Regions from separate parts of the Sus scrofa genome. Here regions 2 and 3 are each linked to region 1. The links are chromatin contacts, called in public HiChIP or PLAC-seq maps. All regions are on one chromosome and are shown on one strand. Each heading gives the region's core, a stretch centred on a gene start, on an enhancer-like site or on the middle of the called end of the contact. The rest is flanking DNA. Distances are from core to core; before and after follow the strand shown.

Region 1 (2,886 bases), core at 106-2,605:
GTATTCCACATGTCAATTGGTCTTTGAGGAAAGCTAGAAGACATGAAGCTTCCCATTGAGTCTAGTTATATCCTAGGTTCCAAATCTCTGTGGTTACTGATGGTTTCAATATATTTAGGCAAGGACTTTGTTTTACTAACTATCTTTACCTTAGGACAACCTGCATAACACTTAATCATAACAGGGAAAATTTAAACACATCACTAATTTATTTCCAAATATATACAGAAGGTAGCATCTTTCTATTTCTGGAAGGTTGTATATAATATGCTGTAATTTATTATAGAAAAATTAATTTGTTTTTTAAATCACAGTTTACAATCCAAATATAATATACACCATTGAGTCACTGATTCAAGCAAGCCTTACATAGAACTCAGATTTAGGAGGATAATGGGAGCCCCAGAATTCGTGGCCATGGAAAGAAGCTGTGGGTGGAGTTCCTGTCGTGGCTCAGCACAAATGAATCTGACTAGCATCCATGAGGACACAGGTTCAAGCCCTGGCCTTGCTCAATGGGTTAAGGATCTGGTGTTGCAGGGTCCTAGGGTGCAGATGTGGCTCAGATCTAACATTGCTGTGGCTGTGGTATAGGCCAGTGGCTGCAGCTCTGATTCCACTGCTTGTCTGGGGACCTCCATATGCTGCAGAACCCTAAAGAGACAAAAAAAAAAAAAAAAAAAAAAAAAAAAAAAAAAAAGAAAAAGAAAAGAAAGAAAAAAAGAAGCTGTGGGGATTTAAAGACCTAAGATATACAATGTCAGGAAGCTGGATCTCATAGGACATGAGGACATAGCAACTATGAAACACAAGAGAGTAAACTTTGTGAAAGAAAAAATGTAGAGGACATAAAAAGGCAAGTGACTAAAAGATCTTTGAAACAATTATGCAAAATTTCAACTATTGATGGATGATATTACTATGTGAATGCTAATATTAAGAAAATACATGTTCTGCTATTACCAATAAAATGTTGCCCTTTCAAAATAGTCCTTTATCTTGCCTTAGCAAGAGTTGCAATTTTTAGCTGATAAACGTTGTATCTCAGGGATTTTTAAATCTCAGAGGAAAATACAGGTCCAAAAAAGAAACACTGTAATTAAGTCTGTTCTATTTAGTATAATCCAGAATTTGAAAAACTCTATGCCCATGGGGCTCCTCTCTGAAGGCTTGACCTCTGGTACATGGGAACTATGCAACTGCCTCTGTGCACAGATGTGTAGACATTGCTTTAGAGAAATGTTAACTAGCTATTTTGAAATACCTTTTTAATTTATGCAAGTTCCTCTGTGTTACAACTAAATATGACCTCATTTTTGGTCATATTTGGAGAGGAAAAAGGCCATTGAGAAGTGGAGTGAGCATGTGATTCATGTTTTTACCACCTGTCACAAGACTGGCCTAAGCCATCTTGGGGGTAGGAGGCGTCATTCAATGGGATTAGAAAATTTCAAGTGTATACCTCCTTTTGCACAGAGGGCATAGGACTGTAGAATTGCTCTCATCTAAGAACATTTTCAGAATTTAACATGGAGTTAATTTCTCCCTTTAAGATAAAGAGTGCCAATTCCTCAAAATAGAACGCTCATATCTTTTGGCCCAGATGAAGCCCCAATCATTCTGACTCCCTGAGATTGTGCTGGTTTAGGTTCCTGGATATATAGAGACAAAGAGAGATATTTAAAGACCATTTCTTTCTCTCTTAGATGTTCACTTTTGTAAGAAAAGCAATGTAACATCCTTTTTCTAATTTATTTTAGTGAATACCCCATGGCATTTATAACTTTTGTGAACACTCTATAACCATTTATTGCCAAAGTTAAAACAACTCATTTTATATTTTGTTTTTTCCCTTTATGATACTTGTACAGTTTGAAATGAGATACACTAAACTAGCAGAAATTTGATATGTCAATATAGTGAACACTATCAAGAGACTATTATACTTGCTGTTATGATTGCATCTAAAGCAATATGTAACTTTAAACTAAATTAAGACAGGTGCAAACCTAGATGTACATAATTTTCCCTCTGAGGATTATATAGCAATTATTTATGTGATGATATAAATAATAGGCTTAAATATCATGATTCAAACAAGATACATAATTTCAAGTCATTTATTATTTAGCTCCTTAAAGACAATAAGACATTGAAACAGAATCATTGTCAGTTCAAACTTAATGATCCTAATCATGAATCATGTTTTCTCATTGTAAAGACATTTTGTTATTCTATATTTAACTGATAAATGCCTGAAGAAAACCAGGAATAAAATAAATCAAAATCCAACATTTATTTCCTATAGCTTTCTTTCCCTTAAGGCCTAGACCAGCGGTTTTAAGTCTTTTGATATTAGGGAATTTAAAAATGAATTGATTGTAGCCAGGAGTGAGAAGTAGGCTGTCTTCTTATTTATTGAGCTGAATGTGGTTAAAGATTATGATTTCCTTCTGTCTCAAATGTGAAACCATGAAGAAAGATTGGGGGTGCTGAGCTGGGATGCTATAAGGAAGAGAAGAAAGCAGAGTTCAGACTCCTGAATTCTTAACAGTGACTCCTCTTGATGTCCACAGTCATAATCACACAGGCCCACCTTCCCATCTTGTGCATCCAGACAGGAGAGAGTCATATCCCTTGCTTGAGAGTGGGTCCCTGCAAGAAAAGGATTCCTAGACATTTTTTGGAAGACACCATTTAGTGCTTTACATCACTACTGTTTGCTTGTAACTTCTTGCTGGGAGAGAACCTGCATGTGCTCACCAAAAGAACTAGGGGATTTTCATGCACAGTCATTTCTGTAAATATTCGTTTAATTATCAATAGTTTCCAAGAAATATGTACTCTATGACTCCAGGGGAAAAGGAGGCAAAAACGAGGGACAAA
Region 2 (2,892 bases), core at 209-2,708, 560 kb before region 1:
GTGACTTCTCATACTCTTCAGGATAGTAAATTATGTTAAATTAGTTAAATTCAAGTAACTTGCAGTGGATGTGTGGACACTTAGGAGACCAACAATGAACCGAGGGGTCACTTAGCATCAGTACATCAGTACTGTGGTGCATCACAGGGAGTGACCTGTCTAGATTTTCCTGGATTAAGGATATAGGAGGGAATTATAGTTCTCTTGGGAAACCTTCTAGTCAAGCATTATTTATATTTTGGGATTAAAAAAAAATGGTTAAACCAAAGCTAGATACGCAAAGAGATTCTGTTAGTATACTAATAAACCAGAATTGGTGATTGGATCTGAAACACCATCTATAAAGTTGTGTAAGAATATTATTTGGGAGAGATAGCACTAATCACATCTACTTCTGATTGAGCTGTGGCTCTGTGCCAAGTATTATGCTGGGATATTTCCATCAAGATCTTTAATCCTCTCAACAACCACAGGAAATATAAATGATTTTTTCAATCAATCATTGTTCCTCATCACACATTAATAAATGATGAAGCCTAGATTTGAGCATAAATCAATTTTAGCCTCAAGAGGTGTGTTGCTTTCATTACTCTACCAGGTTTTTCTCATGCATGCAGTTTTATTTTTTTTTTATTTTTTTTTTATTTTTGGTTTTCAGAATCATTTTATTATTCCAATTGGCACAAGAGAACTTTTCTTATCCCTTAAATGTTTTTTATTTTCCCACTGTACAGCAAGGGGGTCAGGTTATCCTTACATGTATACATTGCAATTACAGTTTTTCCCCCACCCTTTCTTCTGTTGCAACATGAGTATCTAGACATAGTTCTCAATGCTATTCAGCAGGATCTCCTTGTAAATCTATTCTAGGTTGTGTCTGATAAGCCCAAGCTCCCGATCCCTCCCACTCCCTCCCCCTCCCATCAGGCAGCCACAAGTCTCTTCTCCAAGTCCATGATTTTCTTTTCTGAGGAGATGCATGCAGTTTTAGAAGGAAAATGTCTGATTTTTTTTTTTCTTAACTCCGTATATGTCTGCATCTGAGAGTGCTAAGAATTTGAGAGTGACCTTGATGACAGTTAATATTTTATTAAAACATAGAGCTCACCTGGAAAGACTGTCATAAGTGAAAGAGCCTCTAATGAAGGGTGTGGAGACTTCACCATGAATCACAGAGTTCAAAAAATGAGAGGAGGCAGGAGGGCATAAAGTGGAGAGAAGTCTCTATACTAATAGAAAAGTGAGGCTGCATCTTGCCAAAATTAAGGAAGAAAAGCAGACTCCTTTTGATTTTTAAAGACAGACATGGATAGATTGCTAGAATTTGGTGAAAAGTTGAATAAAAAGCTGCATTATTTGCAGAAGTCTGTTTCCTTAAACACTCAATAGTATCAGAAGGTAGAAGAAACCAGTGTCATGATATTAGGAAAGGAACCAGCAAAGAGTAAAATTTGTTTTGGTTTCAGTTTTAGTTGAAAAATGAAACACATTAAGAACTACTGCTAAGTGAGAGTATATGAAACATTGAGTAGAAAGCTTAGGGAAGGTTAAGACAGAGAAAGAGGGGATACTTTAAAAGCACTGAAGACTGTATAATATCTATCATTTTGAATAGATCATGACTCCAGATTGCAAACTTGTATCCTTCAGCAACCAATGTCTTTTTAGAAAAGATATCTGTGCAGAAAGAGTATAGGAGATTGTACTTGCTACCCTTTAATGGGTGGCCTTAATCCTCTCTCTCGGCCCAGTGCTTCCTAAGCATATTTGGCAATTAGTTTTACCTGGGACAGTTTTTAAACCTACAGATTGAGTACATCTACAGTGAGGCCCAGGAATCTTTAATTTTTAACACCCTGGAGGTGATTCTGAAAGAGGAAGTCTGAAGCCACATTTTGGTAAACATTGAACTGAACAGTGTCTGTTTTCTTAAAGCAGTTGTCAGTGGTAACAGTTTAGAATAAAGAGCCTATATGCCTTTCCATTTTTGAAGAAGTGTTCTCTGGCTACTGTTTATGTAGCTACACGTAAGAGTAGGACATGTGTCCCTTTGATCACAAGTAAGTTTGCTACCAAAACTTAATCTAAAAGAAAAAGACTTTTCTGTTGCTGAAAAGAGCCCTTGAATAGAGAAGGTGAAATGTTGCTCATAGATTTGTCATCCACAGCAAGTGGGCAGGAATAGCCAAGTGTACATGGAATCTGAGCTTTTGAGATCCGATCCTCTTTCAGCCTCAGATGCAGACCAGGATTAGATGCTTTCTATTTCCTCTTGTGTACTTCCAGTATACTGTATCTTATTCAGATCGAATGCACTGAAACATGAACTATCTTCATTTGGGAGACCAGGGTCTTCAAATTCTCTACGTATTGCTGAGAAACCCAGTGTGATAAAATTGTAGGAACAACATAATAGTTTCTTTACACTTATTTGTGTATTACCTGTAAGCCCTACTAGGATTTAAGCTCCTTGAGGACAGGGAGTAAGCTCCTCTTTCACGTACCAGAGAAGCCTTGACACATGGACCTCTCCAGATACATCATAACTAGAGGAACATATTAACAGGATGTATGGTTAGGAATAAACACCCAGTTATTCCTGATGCACAATCTAGTCCTTTTTTATTATGCTTAAGTAATAACAATCTCCAACCACTGTTCAGAGACAGTGGTTGGAAACCTTAGTAAATTATTTTTAAAGCATGTAAGAGGTAGAAAAGATTTAGAAAATAATTAAGATTAATACCAAAATGTCTTATTCTTGTTTTGTTCTTCCACCCATTCAGTAACTATGTATTGAGCAACTAGAACATTCCAGGCACTGTATCCAGTGCTGATTATTAAGAAGTTGGAATCAAAACCCCATAATATGAACCTTCTCTAGGAATACAT
Region 3 (3,204 bases), core at 56-2,555, 650 kb before region 1:
GTTTGGTACAATATCTCCACCTTCTGGAAGGTTGGCAGAAGTAACCGTTTATAAAAAGAATTGTATGTACGATATTTACATATTTTGTAGCCGGCTAAGAAAACCTCACTTTGGGATAGACTCTAATATTCTGTCTTAAGTTGAATAGCTAATCTCAATTAGTTGAACTGCTCAAAGAGGTCTTCTGTGTTGCTAGTATTAGGGTGGATTTATCCTTAAGAATCAGAAGGAATGAATTTTAGTTGATATCAGCAAAGAGTCAAAATTGAGAACTTTAACAGTTGTAAAAATAAAGTCTCAGTGCATTTTTTTCTCCTCTTTGTATATGTTTTGGAAGGATGCTTATGAATCAGAAGGCATTTCCTTTTATCCCTCCAAGTCTCCAAAATGTATCCTTTCTCGTTATCTCATCCTGCTCTCATCTGTTCTTAGGACTCACCTCAGCTGTCCTCATCCTCATATCTTGGCCTTGTCCAGATTCTTCCCACGTGGCATGTGTTTTTATATCAGTCCCAGCTGGAATGGGCAGTAGCTATCTTGGTTGCTTGTTTTGGTATCCCCAGTGTCCCACTCCTATAGCAGGCCCTCAGAAGTGTTTGTTGAATGAAACTGTATTACTTAAATAGGGAAGAGGCAGGGACTGTCCTCTAACTGTATGCTCTGGTCCTGTAGCTAAAGCTAAGTGAGATGATGGAATTAATCTGAAAACAAAGATTATAATTTTTAACATATCATTATCCCGGTGCCATCAAATTTGTTTAAACATCTGTATCTGCACACGTTTAAGCTCCTTTTGTAGGTTTCCGGACCCCTGACCTGCATAATGATTCATTCTAAGCAAGATCCCTTGGAGAATAGCACACTGCTTTATAAGATGGTTTCTTTGCTTAGCACTGATGGCTCAGCTTTTTAGTAAATCATTAGAACAAGTTAGGGAAATGAGCCTTGAGAAGTTTTGAGCTGGAATGAGACTTAATGTAGAGAATGAATACTTCCTTTTTACTATGTTGATGAAAATCATCAATAAGCAGTCTGTAATAGGAATAGGAAAGAGATTTGAGTGAAACTGAGGACTGTAGCCTGGGAGACAGCCTCTCACATAACTCTGAGGAACTGCTCTAGAGACATGGTTTTCAGCACAGTTTTGTATCTTGTCAGAACAAAGAACATGAAACAACTCAGGGATCCATTCCTTGACTTTCAAAAGGAAGAAACACACACACACACACACACACACACACCACACACACACACACACACACGCACACACACACACACACACACACACAGCTTAGCACATACACAGTGAGTCAGTATAATCTTGGCACCTGGGATTCTTTTCATCAAAGCAGTACCAGCATGGATATCCCAGGAAAGATGGCATTTAATCTTTATTTTTAACATGGGCTTTCTTTACTTCGGGTCAGTGTGCCCTTTTCTTTAATAATTAAAGCAGATGTGCAATGTATGATCGATAGGCCAGAAACAGGCCATTCGAGTTAGCATAAAATTCAAGTCAAGCCAGAATGTATAAGCAAGAATGATTTCCCCAAGCCTCAATATGTGAACGTTTCCTTTACCAATTAGATAAACTTTCCCAGAGTTGTTTTGATAAACAGCTGTCACTTGGGGCTGTGCGATGTGTGGGCAGAACAGGCTCTAGCAAGTCCAGGGGAAGGTTCTGTGGTATGAGACTTCAGGGAACTTATCTGAGGTTAACTGCAGTCACAGGAAATGCCGTGGGTGATCTCATGCAGTTTCTTTTTCTTTTTCAGTCTTTTTTTTTTTTTTTTTAAACCAGGGAATAAACCACACCTTAAATTTGTAGATTCAGACAAGGTCTTCTTCTCTTTCCAGCAAGCTGCTATCAGCCAAGCACACTTTGTGTGTACTTCTGGTTTGTGGGAGGGTGGTGTGGTTATTTTTGGCAATTTAATTTCCTTGGTGACTCGATTGAGACTTTTTTCATGTGGTTATAGGCAATTAGTGCTATGGAGAGCTGCATATCTCTTTAGTTAATATTTGGAGCACAGCGGTGTTTCTTAGGCTGTTTTGCATGACCAGTGGGTATAATCAGAATGAAGAATCAATGAGGCCAAGTTTTGGTGCTTAGTCTTTGAATGGGCTGTTTAGGGAGCAGCTGTGCATGTTGCCTTGTCAGATTCTCCTGGCGTGGGTTGAATGAGGACATGTGATCACGCCTATTCGGATCCCAGATTCTACTCCTCCTTAGGGAGCCTGGTAGATTGCCTGTAGGGGCAATTATCCTACCTGAGCTGTAGTTCTTTGACACCAGGAATGTCAGTTAGCCTGTTTGTTTTGTTGTCTCCAGAGAGGCCTGTGTGTGGGAAGAGTGAATGCAGCCTCCCTCTCTAAAATCCCATTGATATCTGACCAGTCATAAATTTTGTACTTAGTCATTAATAGTGTGACAAAAGATTCGTGATGGTTTTGCTGTGGAGAAGAGAGAGAATTTAAATTAGAATTTAGATTATATATTCCTTTAGGAAGCCAAGGCAAATAAAAAAGACTCCACTGGGGGTCTTTTGGCAAGAAACAAAACCACCGGCAACAAGCACTAGCCTGGAAACCACTATCCACACTCCAGGAAACATCTGTTAAGAGATTTTTGTTTAATAGCTGCTAATCTGACATCCAGGGGCTCACAGTTTGTGTTAGTAAACTGGATGAAAAAACTTCACAGTAGGGCTTCTCATTGATGAAATGGCTGGATTCCTTGAGTCCTTTGTCCTTGTCCTAAGTTGCTTGTTTAACTGGTATGACACGCAGTCCTATCATAGACATGAATTTTCAGGTGTGTTATGAGTCCAGGTTTGACCACACTGTCTCAGTTTACACCTGTGCCAGCTCAGCAAGTGACACTGATCCAGGTTTTGATCATGAATCATATGCTCTTCTGAATTAAAATGACCAAATATACATGATTGATGGGCTTAATGTTCTCTTAGTAGTGAGCATGACCTTTCATGTGAAGTAAAGAAATTATTGAGGCTTCAATGAAGAGTGCCTCTCAACTTCAACCCCAGCTTTGCAGTGGTGAAATAGTTTGTGATCGTGGCATTTGGTAGCATAAATAATTAGCAGGGCTTTTGGTTGTATCACTAATACCTTGAGGTGTCTGTTTCATTTCGATATTGAGTAACAATTAAAACCAAAGCTTCTGGAGCCAGGTGGCCAGTGTTT

The links. HiChIP or PLAC-seq counts read pairs in DNA pulled down with a chosen protein or histone mark.
Region 2: an H3K27ac HiChIP or PLAC-seq map of alveolar macrophages shows a contact between it and region 1. The contact joins two enhancer-like sites. A contact is called at or near these places in 1 of 5 promoter capture datasets (liver), 1 of 47 Hi-C or Micro-C datasets (embryonic fibroblasts) and 1 of 2 datasets of contacts at active chromatin or transcription factors (alveolar macrophages).
Region 3: an H3K27ac HiChIP or PLAC-seq map of alveolar macrophages shows a contact between it and region 1. The contact joins two enhancer-like sites. A contact is called at or near these places in 2 of 47 Hi-C or Micro-C datasets (embryonic fibroblasts and mesenteric adipose tissue) and 1 of 2 datasets of contacts at active chromatin or transcription factors (alveolar macrophages).

The regions. Positions count from the first base shown.
Region 1 is chr13:92,108,381-92,111,266 of Sscrofa11.1, forward strand. No RefSeq gene overlaps it. Among named protein-coding and RNA genes, the nearest start is that of SUCNR1, 7.0 kb to the right of the region's middle. Within about 2 kb of position 1,356, at least 2 of the 83 cell types and tissues checked have an H3K27ac peak or open chromatin away from gene starts, as enhancers often do. A contact at or near this core is called in alveolar macrophages, where this site is marked.
Region 2 is chr13:91,546,748-91,549,639 of Sscrofa11.1, forward strand. All of the region lies in intron 21 of MED12L (mediator of RNA polymerase II transcription subunit 12-like protein), which reads left to right. It also overlaps a transcript of P2RY12 not described here. Among named protein-coding and RNA genes, the nearest start is that of P2RY12, 23 kb to the left of the region's middle. Within about 2 kb of position 1,459, at least 23 of the 83 cell types and tissues checked have an H3K27ac peak or open chromatin away from gene starts, as enhancers often do. A contact at or near this core is called in alveolar macrophages, where this site is marked.
Region 3 is chr13:91,463,121-91,466,324 of Sscrofa11.1, forward strand. All of the region lies in intron 16 of MED12L (mediator of RNA polymerase II transcription subunit 12-like protein), which reads left to right. Among named protein-coding and RNA genes, the nearest start is that of P2RY14, 11 kb to the left of the region's middle. Within about 2 kb of position 1,306, at least 26 of the 83 cell types and tissues checked have an H3K27ac peak or open chromatin away from gene starts, as enhancers often do. A contact at or near this core is called in alveolar macrophages, where this site is marked.